Regions from separate parts of the Neogale vison genome. Here region 1 is linked to region 2. Evidence: chromatin contacts called from public Hi-C data. All regions are on one chromosome and are shown on one strand. The core of a region is the stretch at or near the end of the contact, and the rest is flanking DNA. Distances in the headings are between cores, read along the strand shown.

Region 1 (6,524 bases), core at 2,684-5,183, 370 kb before region 2:
TTGTCAGATACAGTGTACCCCAGTCACCACCAACAGGACAGGGCTTCCGGTAATGGACCCCTCCTCCCTGACCCAGCAGTCCAGGCCCCCAGCCTCCTCTCTCAGAACCAGGAGTCCAGACCCCCAGCCCCTCCTCCCTCAGATAGGGGAGTCCAGGCCCACAGCCCCTCCTCCATCAGACCCAGGAGTCCATGCCCACAACCCTTCTCCCTCAGACTCAGGGGTCTGAGTCCCCAGCCCCTCCTCCCTCAGACCCAGGAGTCCTGGTCCCCCAGGCCCTCCTCCATCAGACCCAGGAGTCCAGGCCCCCAGCCCCTCCTCCCTTAGACCCTAGAGTCCAGGCCCCCTAGCCCCTACTCCCTCAGACCCTGAAGTCCAGGCCCCCCAGCTCTCTCCTCCCTCAAATCCAGGAGTGTAGGACCCCAGCTCTTCCTCCCACAGGCCCAGGAGATACACTCTAGGAACTGACCATGGCCCTGACTTATACCCTGAGGGGAGAGGCTAGGCCCCTGGGGGCCAAGGCTATGCAGGGCTCTTAAAGTCACCAAGTCCCTGGGAACGTGGGGCAGAATGAGAGTCCTGGACAAGACTCCTCAAGGGGTACAAACGGCTGCGTTTGCCTGTTCCCTGAGCATGGAGCCCAGACGTAGCTCCCATGCACTGAGGACCCACTACACAGGGAGCACTGTTCCAAGAGGTTCACACTTGGGAAGATCCTCCCTGATCTGCTGTCAGGGCTCTGCACAGCGGAGGAAGAAATCAGTCTCAGGGAGACAAGAGCCCTGGCCCAAGCAGGCACAGCAAGTGGGGACAAAGAAGGGATTTATAGCCCAGGGCACGTGCAAACACGGGGAGCTAGGACCTGAGCTGGGTCAAGGGAAGGGGTAGGCCTGGAGTCCCGAGTTCTCAGGGTAAATTAACCCCCCAACTCCCTCAACTCTCCAAAACCACCCATCTGGAGAAGGGAGAGCAGGCCATGAGGGCCAAGAGCATGAAGTCATGGAAACTCAGGCCGTGAAAGGGGGGCCACACGTGCCCTGGGAACGGGATGAACTCGGCTCCGTTTATTTCTACCCGGTTGTCATGGTGATGGGGGGGGTGTCAAGGAGGGAGATGGGCCTTTCCCTTTCAAGGACCTGGCCAGGCACAGGAATCCATGTGAAAGATGCCCGAGGCTTGGGCACCAGGGATTCAAGAATCCAGATGACAGCCCCCACCCCCGCACCCCCCTAGACCCAGGAGTCCAAGCCCCTCCCCCACCCATACCCAAGAATCCCAGCTGCCACCCTCCCTATTCAGACCTAAGAACTGCAGCTCCCAATCTCTTCTACACCACACTGCAGAGCCAGCCACTAATGCACAAGGCGATTTTGTGGAGAAGGGACAGTACAGGAGCCTTCTCAAGTGGTCAGCGAACCCACCTGAAGCACAGGAGCCTTCTCAAGTGGTCAGCGAACCCACCTGAAGCAAGCACCCAGCTCTAAGAACTCCCAGACCACAACCAAGGCAGGGGGCTGACGCCCCGGGACCCACTCCAGGGAGAATTCAGAAAAGAAATCACAGTCCCAGGACTCACCCAGACAAGGCCCAGGAGCGTGGGACAGGGGATGCCTGAGACCTGGGACTTTCCCTGCAAAAACCAGACCAGTCTCATGCAAACCACCATGAGCTGGTCACCCCACCCCAGGCCTGACCTAACCCCAGCTCGCTGGCTTGCTGGCCATGTGACCTGAGGCGGGAACTTCCCCTCTCTGAACCTCCAAAGCCCTAACCCTTCAGGCCTCCTACAAAGTGAGTTTACCAGGTACCTGCCTGGAGTGGGAGAAAGATCTCACCTGAAAAGGCAGCCTGCTAGGCAAGCTCAGAGTGGCCTTTTGCAAGGGTCCAGGCCCAGGGGATGCCAGAGAAGGGGGGATTCAGCCTCAAGAGCAGGACCAAGAGCCCCTGAGGGGAAGTCCAGGTGAGCCAAGTCATGGATGATGGCGAAGGGGGACATGGGAGCCTGACACACCCCTCCTGGACTTGCCAAGTCCTCTGAGAACTTACAAGATCTCAGGGAAGCAGGACTGTTCTGTGGGTGGAAGAAAATTTCCCAGATAGCACGAGGGACTCTGTAGGGGACAGGCCTGGGGGGTTGGGAAAGAGAAAAAGGGGGAGGCCGGGCACTTAGACCAGGCAGCAGCAACTCCCCAGCTGAATGCCTACGCTGCTTCCTGAAGGGATTTCCACACATACGAGTTCCCTCCTTCTCCAGAGCCCAGCCAGGGAGGGACCCACCGCTAGCCCTGCTGCACAGGAGAGGAAACTGAGGCAGAGAATGGACAGTAAAGCAAAGCCACAAAGCTGAGCAACTGAGGTTAGAACTTAGGGCCAGTTCTGCTTCTCCTCAATCGCTCCTCTCCTCTTTGTGGAGACCTGAGAAGTGGGCTACTTCCAACATCCCTGCCTCCCCCATCAACCTTTCCTTCCCAGGGTCTGCTGTGACTCCATCCATTACCGAACCCTGTGGGTTCTGGCACAGAGGAGAGGGCTGAGGACTGGCCCAGGAAGAAGACGGTCTAAGGGATCACACAGGGGCCAGAGGCTCTTCTGTGACCAGTCCTGTGCCCGGTGGTCCCACCGTGGAGGAACAGATAAATGCACCCAAAACCAGAGAGATTCCTGGAGCATAAGGCGGCCCTACTTCTGGGCCACAGATACACTGGAGGCAACAATCAGGGAGTCTTGGAAAGACACGGGGGCCAGCTTGTGGAGGAGAGGACCAGCAGGGTTCTAGAAGCCTTGCGGAGGTGACATGACGAGAGCCAGAGAGATCAGCCTATGGGAAAGAAGCTGCCCAAATCTCCAAGAGAAGGCATCGGGCGCGGAAAGCAAGATGACCGAGGACAGAGAGGTGGGTGCTCTGAGGTTCCCCAGAAAAGACCAAGGATACAGGCCTAGCCAAGGGAAGGGGCGTGAGGACGACGCGGTGCCCTGAGAAGGACAAACATCCCCCACATATCTCCCACCTGTGGGAGACAGGTGGCACAGCCTCCGGAAAGTGCAGACGGCATCGGCATCAGGGTTGGAAATAGGACGAGGTGACCCAGACAAGGAAGCGAAGCCTAGCAGGAGGGGCCCAAGAAAGAGCATCCTCCCCCAGCCTCAGAGGGCACTGCCCAAGGCTGAGAAGGAACAGGGAAGGAGCACGAAGCCGAAAGCAGCCGCACGGAATATCCGGGCCTAGCAAAGGCGGCGGCCCAGGCCAGGGACAAGGGCAGGAAGCCCGGGGGGCGCCGGAGCGAGAGGACCCTGCTGCTAGAGTACCTGCCTGGAAAGGGGCAACGGGGGCTGGGGGGGGGGGTACCAAACTCGTACAGCGCGCTCGGGGTCGGGAGAAGGCGGCGCGCAGCGGCAACGACGGGGCGGGCGGAACGGACCAGACGGAGGCTGTCAGCAGGGGCTCGCGTCCGGAGAGTGGGCGGCGCAGGGTGGTAAAGACCCGGCAGGCTGAGGAGGCTCAAGACTAGAAGCGGCGAGCTCCAGCGGGTGGAGCGGCAGAGGGGGCGCAGACCAGGGCGGCAACCGCGACTCATGCTGGGGGCACGCTCGAGGGGGCTCGGACCCGCTGACCTGGTGCAGGGCGCTGATGCCGTCGGCGTTGGTCGAGTCGAGCACCGCGCGGGCGGGCGGCGGGGCGGCGGGGTCGAGCTCGGCGCCGGGGCCAGGGTCCGCCGCGCGCAGCATCAGGCGCGCCTCGTCCAGGTCGCCGCCCGCGCAGGCCGCCAGGAACTCGGCGGCGCGCTCAAAGCGCACGGTGCGGGCGCGCCGCTCCGCGGGGCCCGGATCGGTGCCCGCCCGCGCCCCCCACTGCCGCAGCTGCTCCCGCCGCCGCTCCCGGGCCGCGGCCGCGGCCGCCCCAGGGCCCGCCCCCGGGCCGTCCTCGCCGGACATCGCGCCGCCCGCCCGCCCGGTGAGCGAGCGAGCGAGCGCCGAGCCGCGAGGAGGAGCTGCCGCTGCCGCCGCCGCCGCCGCCCGCCCGGGGCCGCCGGGAACTGCCGCTGGCCCCGCGCCGCCGGAGGATCTGTCTGCCTCCGCTCGGCGCGCTGACGTCAGGACGCCGCCACGGGGGGCGCTGGGAAATGGAGTCCGCAAGCGGAAGTTGCTCCTGGCAACCGTCCGGCCTCGCTCCGCCCCGGGGCACGCTGGGAAGTCCGCCGCTCCCCGGATCGAGGGCGATGGGGCGGGGAGCTTCGGGAAAGGCAGTGCTCGGTCCCACGGGGCCGGGAGCCGGGAAAGCTATAACGCCCATTTCCCCACGTGACTCTTTACTGTGGCCCTTGGGTCGGCTCCCTTCAACTAGAAGTACGCGGCCGGAAAACAAGGACATTTGTCTTCTTCCCGGCGCCAGAGTGGGGCCCAAGAGTGCGCGACCCATGAATGGAGGGATACCCGAGGTCACGGGACACGCCAGGGCGCCACGCGACCCAGAGAGCCTTCGGGACGACCCGAGTCCCAGCCTCCCCGGGTGACTGGGATCATGATGGGAGACAAAAGTGGGCAGAGGTCACTGCCTTCCGCCCGCAGCCCCAACGCACGCCGGGAAATGTAGTCCTCAGGGCCCGCCCCTGGAGGCACGGTGGGTCCTAGGCAGAACCCCAAGCACTGGAAAAACCAGGCCCAAGGGCAAGAGGAGTCCAGAGGGGCAGGGTCCACAACAATAGCGCCCCCAGAACCTTCATGCGCCCGCCACTCTCCCGCTCGTGTGCACGCTGGGAAATGTATTCCAGGCTCTTTATGTCCTCGCAAGCCATGCTGGGATTTGCAGTCCTCAGTGAAGCGTTCGGCGTAGCGTTTTATTACGATTTTTTTAAAGTATGTATGTATGTATGTATGTATGTATGTATGTATGTATGTATGTATGTATGTATGTATTTATTTATTTATTTATTTATTTATTTATTTATTTATTTATTTATTTATTTATTTATTTATTTATTTATTTATTTATTTATTTATTTATTTGACAGAGATCGCAAATAGAGAGGCAGGCAGAAAGAGAGGAGGAAGCAGGCTCCCCGCTGAGCAGAGAGCCCGATGCGTGGCTCGATTCCAGGACGCGGAGATCACGACCTGAGCCGAAGACAGAGGCTTAACCCACTGAGCCACCCAGGTGACCCCGCGTAGCATCATAATTCCCTGCACCTTCTCCATTGTGGATTTGTTAGGAAGGGAGAAGTTGGGTGTGCATTTATAGGATCCCAAACCAGTGGGAGGCACACACAATTCTGAAAGATAGGGCTGGTCAGGCCCCAAGAACCCAGTCTGACCACCAAGACCTGGGTGTGGGTCTCGGACTAATTGCCTGCCCACGGCTAGTGTTTCCATCCTCAAAAATAGAACCCTGGTCTTATCTGAAGTGGCAGAGCCCCAGGTAGCTAAAGAGTGAGCCAGAGACCTAGTCGTCTTTGCAATGAGGGGTGGCCTATCCAATGGGAATGAACACTGCTGGGTGGGCTTTCCATGAAGGCTCTTTAAAGGGGTCCAAGCCCCAGAATCAAGCTGCCAAAACATGAGGAGCCATTCACAGGATAACAGAGGAAGATAAACAAAATTCTGGGAGTGTGAGATTAGGCTGAAATATATGAAAGAAAACCCTAGATGTCCCTCCTTAGAAAGAAGCATACAACCACATGGAGAGAGGTCCCAGCCATCCCAAACAGGGCTGCCCTAAACCAACTAGTTCCACTGAGCAGCCAGAAGACTGCGGCTGCACCAGCAAGCCGGGGCCAGATTGGCCGCGCCCAGAAGAACCACCCCACTAAGCCCAGCACCAGCTGCCAACGGACCCACAAACTCATACGCTAGATAAGACTATGGCCGAAACCCAGTCAGATGTGAGGCCCTGCTTCTACAGCCCAAACCAACAGATACAGCCAGTCAGCTGGTCAGCTTCCAAGAACCCCCCAAGTCTGCTGATTGCAAGCCACTTGGAGAGTGGCCAGATGCGGTGGATGGAGAAACAGTGTTTCCACTAATGGGCCCAGGGACAGACCTGCTTATCCCGCATGATTTGTTTTCCCCTTCTACTGCTGATTTCAGGCTGGGCTTCAAAGCCACTAGAACAAACAACTAGAGGTTGCGACATAATGAACTTCTGCCTGGGGATGCGGGGAAAGCAGAGGTGGGAGCCTGTCTCCTCCTTCCACTTTGCCCCTTCCTGCTATCTGGAACCAGAGCTGGGGGAGCAATCTTAGTATACTGGTCAACTCAGGAGGCGAGGACAAATGTGCTTAAGCCGCAACGGTTCACTTCTCACAGTTCTGGAGGCTGGAGGCCTGAGGTGAGGGGCGCCTGTGTGGTTGGGTTCGGGAGACAGCCCTCCTCCCGGCTTGTGGAGATCCCCTCCCTGCGGTGTCCTCAGCTGGCAGAGAGAGTGCTCGGGACACTAATCCCATCCTGGGTCCTCATCTAAGCTCAAGTACCTCTCAGAGACCCCTCCACCACACCCTGTCACACTGGGGGTAGGACTTTGATGTATGGGG
Region 2 (6,773 bases), core at 1,716-4,215:
CACTGCCGGGTGAAGCCTGGGCCCAGGCGGGTTGAGGGGGACAGCCGGGGTGGGGCTGGGGGCGAGGCCTCAGATCCGGAGTCAGCGGCCTCCTCACTCAGCGGAGCATCTGAAGAAGGCAGTACCGTGGAGAGGAAGAGACAGAAGCAGAAGGGAGGTGCTGGCCGAAGGCGCTTTGGGAAGCCCAAGGCACGCGAGAGGCAGCGGGGTGAGCAAGGCGCACTCGGGATGGGAGGTCAAAGGGTCTGGGCTGGGGGCTTGCTGCGACCTTGGAGGAGGCTCTCCCTTCTCCCCTAGCCTGGTTGTCTGTCCCAGACAGACTGTCCATGTAGTCTTACTTCGCAGTCCACCCTCACCAGCCTTGCCATCTGGGTCTGAGCTTCAGGTTTCTCATCAGTAACAAGGGGAGGGGGTGAGGCTCAGGGGGGGCTGGGAACAACTCCTCTCTGGGCCTGCCTTCTCTGATTTTTGCACTTGTCTCGCTCTGTCTCCATGTATCCCACCACCTCTTGACTCCTCACCCACGTGTCCTCTGGATTTCCATGTTGTTGGTCTCTTGGCTCTTCCTGTATGGGGCTCGCTGTCCGGGCCCCAGCTCTGCCTCCCATGTCCATCTCTGTTCCTCATGTCTCCCTCTCTGCCTGCCCTGGCCTTACAGTGAAGGATGCAGATGGAGTCCTCTGCCGCTACAAGAAGATCCTGGGCACCTTCCAGAAGCTGAAGAGCATGTCTCGGGCCTTTGAGCACCACCGAGTAGATCGCAACACGGTGGCGCTGACCACGCCCATTGCGGAGCTGCTCATCGTGGCCCCAGAGAAGCTGGCGGAGGTGGGCGAGTTCGACCCCTCTAAGGAGCGTCTGCTGGAGTACTCGCGCCGCTGCTTCCTGGCCCTGGACGACGAGACCCTCAAGAAGGTGCAGGCGCTCAAGAAGAGCAAGCTGCTGCTCCCCATCACCTACCGCTTCAAGCGGTGATCCTGCCCCACCTGGCCTGGGATGCGCCCTTGGCCCCCACTTCCCTCCCTCCTGTGTCCCTCCTGGCACCGGGCAAGCGTGTGCATGAGCGGCGTGCTCCTCCAGAGGCCCTGGGGTGTTTCTGCACGTGCCTCTCCTGCTCCTGCAGATCCCCACTCCCACCCCAGGTCCCTCGTATATAGATCCGGTCCCCTCCTTGCCTCTCACGTTCCTAGCAGCCTCCCCTTTCTCTGCATCCCTTGGGGAGGGGCGTCCACTTAGCCTGGCTCCCAAGCGCCCAGGGTTAGGTTTCTGCCCTTTCCCAAACACTGGCACCCCTCCCACGCGAGCTGCACCGTCCTTCCCTCAACGGGCGCTTCCTCTGGGGGACACTGCGAGACTCTCTGCGGGGCCAGGCACTGTACATACCCCGTCTTTACCCCCAGCCCCGAGGGGAGGCTGGCCCACTCTGCCAGGAGCTCTCCACCCGCATTCCGGGCAAGAAAGAATTATTCAGAGAATTTAAATTAAAGAGAGACGATAAAATTTGGAATAAACTAGGCCCGGCTCCTTTTTGGAGGGGGTGTCCGTTGCCGCGGAGACAGTGACGGGGATCCCGGCGAGTTCCACGGAGCGGGCGGTCAGGCAGGGAGCAGGAGCTCAGGGAGACAGGGTGTAATTAGCACTCCCGGCGGCAGGGGCGGGAGGAGGGAAAGCATCTGTGCCCCAGGCAACTCGGAGAGGTAGAGCTCCGGGAAAGAGGCTAGCTCGACTTGAGGCGCGGTGGCAGGGGCCGGGACTCAGTGACCGCCGGCGGGAGCGACCGCGGCGGGGACCGGGAAAAGACACCTTCGGGCGGAGGCTTCCACGCCCGCCCGCCAGGAGGCGGTACTGCCAAATTACCGCTCTTCCGGAAGTGCCCTCTACGTCGCCTGCTCCGCCTGCGCTCGGGAGGGGAGCGAGCGCGCTTACGCTGTTGCTACAGCAACCAGGAGACGGCGGCTGTGCCTAACGGTCTGGAATCCAGTACCTTTCCCGGAGTGAGGGAAAGTCTCGCGCATGCGTGCTGGGGCCTCTGGCACCCGTTCGCCTCCCGAGCGGTGAGAAACCTCGCCTCAGACCGACCTCTACGCAGGCGCAGAAGCCCAACTCGCTCTCCTCCTTTTCCACTCTGCGCAGGCGCACAAAGCCGCGCTGGCAACCTCCGCAGCGGCCGCGCGCACCCTTCACCCCGCTGCCTGCTTTTGTCTCGCGCAACCTTCTTAGGCCCTCTGCGAAATCGGCCCTTCTTTTCCTCTGCTCTCCTCACCCGGAGGGGCAGGGGCAGAGAGCCGGGACCCCGCCCTTTTTCCGTATCCCTTCTCCTGACCAACCTCGTCTCTGTCCTCCCTCCCTTTTCGGTTCCCGAAGCCGGAAGGAGCCGAAGCGCCGACGGAAAAAACCGAAGCTGTCTCCCGTGAGTGAGGCCTTCCCGAAGCGGTGGCGGAAGGAGCCGAAGTTCACCGGCTGGGGAGGAGTGAGTGCAGTGTCCGGAGAGAGCCGAAGCTTGGCATCGGGTTTAATCCTCGCGTCCGAGAGCCAGCGCTGGAAACCTTCAGAAAGCGCAGAAGTGCGGGACGTTTAGGATTGTCGGAAGTAGCCGATTGCTTGGATAGGGCCGGCAGCGAAGAGCGGGTCGAATCTGCGGGAGCAGCGAGAGACGGGGACGGTTTGAATTGTCGGAAGAAGCCGAACCCTTGGGGGGGGGGCGCTGGGCGCAGAGGAACGCGCGGACCTACGGAAACACCCGAACGTTGAAGAGCTAGTTTCCGAAAAGTTACGATAGCCTGGGAAGCCGGTGAAATCCTCGCTTCGGGTGTTTTCGGAAGCTGCCGAAGCCGCCGCTAGCGATTCCTTCTACGGCCCGGAAATAGCCGACGCTATTTGGAGCCAGGCTCTGGGGGGGAGGGGCGGTTCGCGGGCGGGAGGGCGGGGAGAGGGGCGGAGCCGGGGCGGGGCGGGGCGGGCGTCCCGGGCTTGATTAGGTAGGAGGCGGCGGAGCGCCGGCGGCGGCCGGAAGTAGCCGAAGCGAGCGGCGGAAGTAGCCGAAGCGGCCGGAGCGGGCGGGCGGCAAGGCGAGGCCAGAGCTGCACAGGCCCTTACGCGGCCGCCTCAGCATGTCGGACTTCGACGAGTTCGAGCGGCAGCTCAACGAGAATAAGCAAGGTAAGGGCGCCGGGGGCGGCGGGCGGCGGGCGGCGTGGCTTCTGGCCTCTCCGTGTCCCGCGCCATTTTACTCCTCTCTTTCCCCCTCCTTTCAGGGCCGCGCGGCGCCCCCCCCCCACCGCTCCGCGGCGCGCGCCTCGTTCACGTGACTACCCGGCGTACCGCCGCGCGCGAGAGGGGAAGGGAGGGGAGGGGGCGGCGGGCGCGGGTCCCGGACGCATGCGCGGCGCGCTCCGTTCTGCGCCCCACGTGGTCCGCGGCGGAGGCGGCGCGGACCCGCGGGCTGGCTGGGTGTTTCCTCGCGTATTCGCCACTCTCTTTTCTTTCTTTCCTTTTTAAAATACTCTGAAAAGAGGGTTTCTGTGTATCCATTCCGTGGTGCTTCCTTTCTTTCCCGCTGCCCCGGCACTTCCGCTTCCGGCCGGGCCCGCGGCCCGGGTCTCCACGCCCCCTTTGTCCCAAAATGGCGGTTGAGAGCCCCCTTCACGTGGGCGCGGCGGAGCCCCTGCCCCCCCCGCTCCGAGGCAGCGGGCTGCGGCGGTGTCCCTCAGGGGGGAGGACACGCGTGCGTCCTCGGGGCGCGGCGCCCGCGGCGTGGATTGTTGGCTGCTCGTTTGGTCCCCGTGGTGGGGCGCGTGGACGCGGTCTTTGCCGTGTTGTGCCGCGCCGTGTGGGACGAGGGGCGTGGGGATTGCGGGGTGTCAGCACCAGGGCAGGCGGTGCACGCTGCTGCGGTCCGTGTGCGGGGCCGGGCGGCCGGGAAGAGGCCTTGCTCTGGAGCGTCCGTGCGCTGGCCGCCGTGCTTCCCGAGACCCCTGTGTGGGTGTCGCGGCCCTGCGTTTGCGGCATCGAGGAGGGCCATAGTGCTAGGTGATCTGGGCGCGCGCCCTGCGCTGGGCTGTTTGCTGAGCCCGTGGGTGTCTTCGGAGTGCGCCTCCGAGAGAGCGCGCGAGGCGGAGCCGATGTGTTTGCTCTGCGCGGGGAGGCAGGCTCGGGGTTCAGCACTTCCGCGGACCTCAGCTGGTCCGGGGCAGAGCCCGGGTCACGCGGGGAACACGGAGAGGCGCGCGTGCCGTGGGGTTCGGTATACGCTAAGGGCTTGATAAGCGGCGTGGTTTTTGTGAAACTGTCCTTTGTGCGCTGTCGCATTCCAAAGCGGAGAGGCCCGTCTTCGTGGAGTTGGCGCCGGCGCCGAGAGGTGCTTTGCAAGTGTCGTCGGGCCGCATCCTCACCGCGGGGGCCCACGGGACCTTTGTTTCAAGGAGGTTTGGCTGTGTTTGCGTGATTTCCCATCGTCAGGAGGCAGAAAGGCTGCAGTCCTCTCTGCGTTTGCCAGTGGGAGGCCGGGCTGCCGGCCGGGACTGCTGGAGCCCCTTCTGGCTTCACTGCGGCACTGGGGGGCCAGCCCTGAGCCCCAACCTGAGTGCGGTTGGTGGAACTGGTTGTGTGGGGAGGCGGGAAGCTCTGTGCACGTGTCGCTCTGCCTGCAGATCCTCCCCTCTGGGGGCCAGCCTCTAGCTTCAGCCCATGCTTGGGGCACGTGTGTCTCCGGAGAGTGAATTTCCTCGTCTGGTGGCACGGGCATCTCTGCTTCCTCTGCCGTCCCTCTGGCTGTGTGTTCATCTCAGAGCCTCGCCTTAGGGAGAGTTCTTGGGGCTCAGAGCCTGCTCATCTTACCAGTGTGGAGCCAGAGGCCCGCAGCTCCAGGCCGCAGCTGCTGCATGTCTGGTGCCTGCCGGTCTGTCTGTTCCTGCTTCACCCCAACCGTGGTTAGGGCCAGTTCAGCTTTCGTTTTCCTAACTTGATAGGGATACTAGCGTCATTACTGGCAGCTTCAGGCAGACCCTTGAGGGTTTTGCGTATCCTGAGTTAAGAAGTGTGTCCAGGTGCCTAACCATACTTGATAACGTTACAGGGTGCACTTTCCGGGCACACGTTGTCTTGGTTTTGCCATGGGCGAGTCATGGGCTTTTCTGTGCCTTGGTCTCTTTATGTTATTTGGGTTTAAATGTTTTTTCTGCACAGGAAGGGCTGAGGGCAAGTGGGGCTACTCAGTATAGATGGGTTTTAGGAGCATTCTTTTGTCTGCTGCTCCGGTTTTTCCTTTTCTGAGATGCTTGTTTATCTTGAGTTTTAGTCGTTCTGGAATTGAGTTTTATTTATAGAAAGTTCACACATGAAGTCTCAGAAAACATAGAAGATGAGGTAGTAACAAGGGGGCTAAAGTCCACCACCTTGTCCTTACTGCATCTCACTGCTTTTGTCCATGGATGTGTGGTAGTGGAGGAGTTGGGGGGGTCTTCGAACCAAAGAATAAGGAAACGCACTGGGACTCCGTGCTGGTGGGTTGGTCCGCACCTCCTTCCTGGGGTGAGAGGTCTTTGAGCGGAGGCTTCTTTGTTTTTATGGGCCTGGCTGTGCTCCATTCTGAGTTGTCACCCCAAGGCCATTGAGGGGGTTGAGGGAGCCAACTGGGGGCTGGACCCCAGTCCCTGGCTTTGGGGGAGTGTGGGCAGGATGGGGTGGTTTGGGATACCAGCCTGTGAGGACGGGGGCTAGGGCACGCTCCTCCCCCAGCTCCTGAGGTGGGACCAGGTACCTCCTCTGTAGCCCAGGATCAGAAAGGGGCACATCCCTACAGGAGGGCATCCTGCATTCTTCACCTGGTTGGGAAGGGACCGTCAGGTGTCCTGGCTTCCTGGGGATGTCAGATCCTGCCTGGCAGCTGACCCCGGGGCCTGATGGTGGGGCTGTGGGTGCCAGCTGGTTGAGGAGGTCTTTCCTGAGGGGTCGCCAGTTTCCTTCATTCAGGAAAACATCATTGGGTCTCTTGATTCCCCAGCCTCTAGCCCTGCCCCTCTCAGGGACGACCCTGGGGTCAGGCCCCTCAGCCCTCGAGGGGGACCAGGAGCCAGCCTCCTCTGTCTTCTCTGGCTCCCCAGCTCCTCCTGAGCAGCCTCAGGTATCTTACACCCCGGGGGCGTTTCCAGGCCCTGTCCCCTCAGGTAACCAGCTCCCGTGCCCTTGGTCCCCCAGGGTCCCTGGACTGGCTTGTGGACCCAGGAAGCCTGTTATCTGCCCTCTTCCACTGAGTCCCTTCCCCTTGGGGGTGGCCTCCCTGGGGCTCGGGGCTTAGCCACCAGTGAGTGGGTGGGCTGGGCGGTGTCCTCCCTCAGCTCATTCTCCTCCCCCTCCCCCTGGCCCAGAGCGGGACAAGGAGAACCGGCACCGGAAGCGTAGCCACAGCCGCTCTCGGAGCCGGGACCGCAAGCGCCGGAGCCGGAGTCGGGACCGGCGCAACCGGGACCAGCGGAGCGCCTCCCGGGACAGGCGGCGACGAAGGTACCAGGGCTTGGGGACCCCTGGCTCGGCACAGGTGGGGTGGGCTGGCCTGGGAATGGGGTGTCGGTGCGCTCAAACCTTGTGTTCCTGGGATTCTGGCTTTTCTCTGTACCTGAGGGAGGGGTCTGTTCCTTGCCTGAGTTCTAGGTTTTTTTTTTCCTGTTTCTGGAGTTTTTTCAGTTTCTGGTGTGTTGGCGGGGACAGTAGGTTCTTGATCTTGGAGTTGAGTGTGGAGTCAGGGCACTTGATTCTTTCTTCCTTTGTGACCCTGT

What was found. Hi-C and Micro-C count contacts between places; a contact is called where the count stands out from the background.
Region 1: a contact with region 2 is called in a Hi-C map of muscle, with 13 times the contacts expected there. The contact joins the promoter of PPP1R12C here to the promoter of U2AF2 in region 2. A contact is called at or near these places in 2 of 3 Hi-C or Micro-C datasets (fibroblasts and muscle).

Annotation. Positions count from the first base shown.
Region 1 is chr7:60,132,520-60,139,043 of ASM_NN_V1, reverse strand. It overlaps PPP1R12C (protein phosphatase 1 regulatory subunit 12C), which reads right to left and starts at 3,933. Exons shown (of 22, transcript XM_044257631.1): 1 at 3,613-3,933. The coding sequence starts at 3,933.
Region 2 is chr7:59,756,988-59,763,760 of ASM_NN_V1, reverse strand. U2AF2 (splicing factor U2AF 65 kDa subunit) reads left to right here and starts at 2,965. Exons shown (of 12, transcript XM_044257571.1): 1 at 2,965-3,159; 2 at 6,366-6,501. The coding sequence starts at 3,111. CCDC106 (coiled-coil domain-containing protein 106) reads left to right here. Exons shown (of 6, transcript XM_044257574.1): 5 at 1-208; 6 at 659-1,507. The coding sequence ends at 975.